Linked DNA regions of Ovis aries: region 2 is linked to region 1. A link is a contact called in public Hi-C data. All regions are on one chromosome and are shown on one strand. Each heading gives the region's core, a stretch centred on a gene start, on an enhancer-like site or on the middle of the called end of the contact. The rest is flanking DNA. Distances are from core to core; before and after follow the strand shown.

Region 1 (2,551 bases), core at 21-2,520:
GGGCCCCAAGTCCCGGGGCGGGGGTGGGGTGGGTACAGGGCAGCAGCCATGGAAAATGGCTACAGGGCCAGGGGTCACTCACCTTGGCCAGGCCCGCCCGGTGGGCCCCCTGGGACTCAATGTAGGCCACATATTTGTTGAAGTCCTTGAACTCCTCCATGGTTGGGCGGAACGTCATGATCTTACAGCTTGGGTTCTGGGCCCCATGATCCTCAGACCCCATGGCTGCGGCGGGGGGATGGCCACACCTGTGAAGAGACAGAGGACGTCAGCACCACCATTGCCAGCCGGCCCCCTGGCCCCCACAAGGGCCCAAAGCACCCTACCCAAGGACAGAGGCTGTGCAGCTGAATGGGGCCCAGGGGAGCCAGGGCTGCTTCATCTCCCACACAAAAGACCAAATGACTTCAATTAATTACAAAGAGAGATGACTCGTCCTAAGAGCCCCTGCGATGCTGGAGGCCTGAGCCCCCATTTCAAACAAGGGGCCCTGGAAATAAAAATCTTTTCATATCAGGGCCATGTCCAGATTCACTGACATTGATCATGGAGCTGGAATCCAGGGGCAGCGGCATGGGGCAGACTGGAAAAGGGAGTAAGGTCATATGTGTGTGTTTCCTGAATAGGGAAGCCCTCCTCAGGCAGGGCCACCATGGGCAAGGAGGCAAGCAGGCAAGCAGCGCCTGGGTCCCTCAAGCAATGGGCCAGCTGCTGTCAGGGAGCCCAGGCCCCAGCGACCCATGCAAGCGACCCACAGGCTGCACAAGGCAGGACCCGAAACCAGGAGAGCAGAGCCCCATCACCCCGGGCTACAGCCAAGCCTGGACCACGTGGCATAGAGGGGGAGAGTCAGTGGGGTGGGAGGACCTCCTCCAGGTGACAAGGCTGCAGGCTAGAGAGGCCCATCCTGTTTTGAGAGTCACAGGGACCAGCAGGGAGGCTGTGGCCCATTCTAGTCAGGGAGACACTTGAGGGATACACAAAGGGGGAGGGTCCCTGTTGGCAGATTAAATTCTCCGAAGAAGAGAAAACCAGACTCGCTCCAGGATGTGGACAAGGTAGGAACCCCAGTGCACGCACACCCAGAACTCAGAGGAAAACTCACCAAGCCCACACTCCCACAAAGTGAGTAGGGGCGGGGGGGGGGGGGGGGGGGTGAGAAGGGCAGGACTCCTGCCTGTCTGGAAAGTGGCAGGCGGTGTCCATTCACCAAGTCACAGCCACCAGCTCTCCAAATACACTCCCCACAGTGGGCACTAGAGGGCACCACAGGCCCAGGAACAGCCGCCAAGCCAGGCAGCTCCTTGGAACCAGGCTGGGCCCTGGGCCACCCCACGCTACACTTGGGCGTACAGGGCAGGGGCGGGGGCGGCAGGCAAGGCCCCGCTGTGACGGTCACACTCACGGCTGGCAGAACTGGTACAGGCTCTGGGGGTCCTGGCACACACAGGGTCACCACTGTATCACCAAGCGGGGAGCCCACCCTTCCTCAGGGACTGCCCCCCATCCCTGCCCCACATTGTTGGTGGGAGATGAGCCCAAGCAGGACACCTGTCTCCCCTCAAGACCAGCCTGTCCTGCGCAGGGTGGGGTGGCCCCAGGGTCCTGCCCACCCAAGCGCCCTCCACTTTCCCATCAAGGGGCGGGGATGCGAGCAGGTGGAGCTTCCTACAGCTGCACCCAGCAAGAGCCCCGGCTTCTCCACCCGCCACCGCCATGTAGGTTCAGCTCAGCAGGGAGGCGAGTGTGAGGTTTTTCCTCTTATTCGTGCCCTTTGCAATGAAGCTTTCAGTAAGTAAATATGAAAAAGAAAATTAAAACAGTTTATAATCCCAATACTCCATAACCCGTGGCACGTTTCTTTAAAGGAGGGCAAATGAAAATCAAACACGTGCTTACTTAAAAAGATAACAAAAGGAATCTGACTGAAATCCAGCCCTGGGCCAACCTTCTGGGAACACAGGGGGACCGAGGACCCCCCATGAGGGAACTCACAGAACAGTCCAGAAAGACGGACACACTCTTGACCAGACCATGCCGTGGCAAGACAAGCGGGGTTCTAACGACTCAGTCGTGAACAGACAAGCAGCACAATTAAACAGTGGGCAAAGGACTCGAACAGACATTTTTCCAAAGAGACACAGATGGCCAATAAGCGCATGGAAAGATGCTCGAGGCGGTCAGCCACCAGGGAAAAGCAAATGGAAACCACAGAGAGATACACCTTGCCCTCAGCAGCCAGAGTGAGAAAGCAGGTAATGACAAGGGCAGGCGAGGAGGCGCAGAAACAGGAAGCCCGACTCCCAGCTGGCCTGCCGCTGGGGAAAACAGCCCGGCAGTTCCCCGAAGTTAAATGTGGCACTGACCGCACAAGTCAGCAATCCTACCACTAAGTACCCACCCAAGAAACATCTGTCCACACAAAAACTTATACACAGATGTCCACAGCAGCACGACTCACAGCAGCCAAAAGTTGGAAGCACCTCGAGTGTCCATCAGCAAATGAAGGTACACAAACCAAGCCCCTCCACTCAGCGGCACGTTGGGAGCG
Region 2 (2,551 bases), core at 22-2,521, 160 kb after region 1:
CTGAAATGTTGTGAGTCACAAGTCACAGCCCTTTTCTGGGCTGCATCTTTCTCACTTGTGCCATGGACCTGGCAAGCTTCGGTCTGGAACTCTGGTAGGTACATCACTGCATCAACCCAAATGTATTTAAAAGATGATCGTTTTGAAAGCCCTGAGCTGAGGGCTTCACGTAGTGGATGGCACCCCAGGTGGCTCAGTGGTGTAGAATCTGCCTGCCAATGCAGGAGACATGAGTTTGATCTCTGGGTCGGGAAGATCCCCTAGAGGAGGAAATGGCAACCTGCTCCAGTCTTCTTACCTGGAAAATTCCATGGACAGAGGAAACTGGCAGGCTAGGTCCATGGGGTGGCAAAGAATTGGACATGACTGAGTGACCGAGCTTGCAGGCCTGCACTCACTTCATTCTCTCAATGGCCATGGGAACTAGAAACAGTGTTCCCAGTTTACAGATGAGGAAACTGAGGTCAGGAGGGGTGGCGTCATTTATCTAAGGTCATACAGCTCACAAGCAGTCTTTGGGGGCAGGATAAGGAGCCAGGTGTCTCTCTACTGGATTTTAGCAGCTTGTGAATTTATGGCCTTGATTTCAAAAAATTCTTTGAACTATTCCTGTTCACTTCATTACTTGCTAATTTCTGGCTTCTCCACTACAGCCTGCCCACCCTGAGGGAGCTTGGGGCTGATCTGTCTTGGTCACTGCAGCATTTTCAGAACCCACCGCAGACCATGGCACACAGTAACTGTTCAGTAAAGTGAATCCTTTTGACTGACAGTTGGTGAGCACGTACTGTGGGCAGATCCTGCTGAGCACTGTGGTCACAGGCCTGGTCCCTGCCCCCATGGAGCTTACTGGGCAGTAAGTGGAGAGGATGTGGGTTCTTCCATCCATTTAGCCAACCGACATTTATTGAGCTGCTACAATGTGCAGGCCCTTGGACACAGGGCTGACTGAGTGGTCACCCCCTTAGGTGACCTGAGACACCTCTGTGCTGTCCTCCCAGGGGTCATGGAGCAGTTTCAGAGACAGAGTTACAGGGTGGTCAGGACTGTGACAAAGTGTAGGGGGCTCAAAGGGGATCCTTGACCAGCCTAGGGGGGGATTAAGAGGACCTTCTGGAAGGAGGAAGTCAGCTGACACCAGAGGCTTATGTCAGAATGAACCACTGGTGGGCAAAAGTGTCCCTGGGGTTGGGCACAGCACTGGCAAAGGCCTGGAGGAGAGACCCTGTAGGAACGGTCAACTTCACAGGAGGCCACGATTCCTGCTGCTCCAGCGCCCCCTGGTGGCGACCTCCGGCTCAGAGACCAGCCCACCTCGCATGGCTCCATGGGCCTGGGGGTGCTTCCTCTAGGCCAAACAGCCCTGAAGGGAAAACAGAGGAGGGGCTTGCCTGGTGGTCCAGCAGTTAAGAATCCACCTTGCAGTGCAGGAGACACTGGTTTGATCCCTGGTCCGGGAAGATTCCGTATGCTGTAGAGCCACAACTACGACCAGCCACAACTACTGAGCCCGAGTGCTTTAGAGCCTGTGCTTGGAAACAAGAGAAGTCACTGCAATCAGAAACCTGAGTGCTGCAACTCGAGAACAGGCCTGCTAGCCATAGCTAGAAAAAGCTCTTCTGCAGGAGCAAAGACCCAGTACAGCCGCCCCCCGAAAAAAAAGCAAAAGGGGAAGTTTTTCCAATTTTTTTCCCTTTTTAAAAATCTAAAGCTTGAATTTATTTCCTATGAGAGTTATCTTATTTTTCAGTGTACACTTCAGTGGTTTTTAGTATAATCAATATATTGCAAAGTCATTACCAATTCCAGAATGTTCTCATCACTTCTTAAAGAAGCCACATCCCCAGTAGCAGTCACTTGGCAGGGCCCTCCTCAGCCCCTGGCAACCATGAATCTGCTGTCTGTCTCTGGACGTTTCGTATCAATGGTATCACACAGTATATGGTCTGTGGTGTCTGACTTCTTTCACTCGGCAGAGCAAGAGCATGCATTCTTAGGCCGCCCCTACTGTCAGGAGCATGGGCTAGTGCTGTTTGCTTGGTCTTACTCTTTTTCATGGCTGCATAGTATTCTCCCCCCTCAAAGCCCCTTCATAACCAGTATGAGAAGCACTCTTGGAAGCTGGATAGCTAGAGCAGTGGGGTGCCTCGGGGTTGATCAAGCCATCCATTGCAGGGTGGAATAAAAATAGAAGAAATCATACTTTTATTTTTTATTTTCTGGTTGCACCATTCCCACCCAGTGATGGCTGTGGAGTGTCGAGGCTCTCCCCTTAGGTGAGGTAATGGACAAACACATGCCTGGGCAGAGATGTCCACCAGGGTGCTGGTGTGGAGGTCTGCAGACAGCCCGTGATGAAGCAACCAGTGTCTTGTTTCTTCTAGAAGCATCTGCTTCCTGTTCAGGTCTGGCTCTGTCCTGGGCCTTTGCCAGAGGTCGTGATGCTGGTTACCCTGACCCATAACCAGGCCAGACAGGCCCTCGCTTGGGAAAATGAAAGTCTAGTGGAGTCAGAAGAAGGAAGTTTCTGGAGGCTGTGTAGCCACCTCCT

Evidence for each region. A called contact is a pair of places that touch in the nucleus more often than the background predicts.
Region 2: a Hi-C map of hypothalamus shows a contact between it and region 1, with 6 times the contacts expected there. The contact joins two enhancer-like sites. A contact is called at or near these places in 5 of 16 Hi-C or Micro-C datasets (blood, hypothalamus, muscle and 1 more).

What each region holds. Positions count from the first base shown.
Region 1 is chr5:16,996,776-16,999,326 of ARS-UI_Ramb_v3.0, forward strand. KDM4B (lysine demethylase 4B) reads right to left here. Exons shown (of 23, transcript XM_042250113.1): 2 at 83-248. The coding sequence starts at 223. Among named protein-coding and RNA genes, the nearest start is that of KDM4B, 34 kb to the right of the region's middle. Within about 2 kb of position 1,271, at least 13 of the 54 cell types and tissues checked have an H3K27ac peak or open chromatin away from gene starts, as enhancers often do. A contact at or near this core is called in hypothalamus, where this site is marked.
Region 2 is chr5:17,159,165-17,161,715 of ARS-UI_Ramb_v3.0, forward strand. No RefSeq gene overlaps it. Among named protein-coding and RNA genes, the nearest start is that of FEM1A, 15 kb to the right of the region's middle. Within about 2 kb of position 1,272, at least 21 of the 54 cell types and tissues checked have an H3K27ac peak or open chromatin away from gene starts, as enhancers often do. A contact at or near this core is called in hypothalamus, where this site is marked.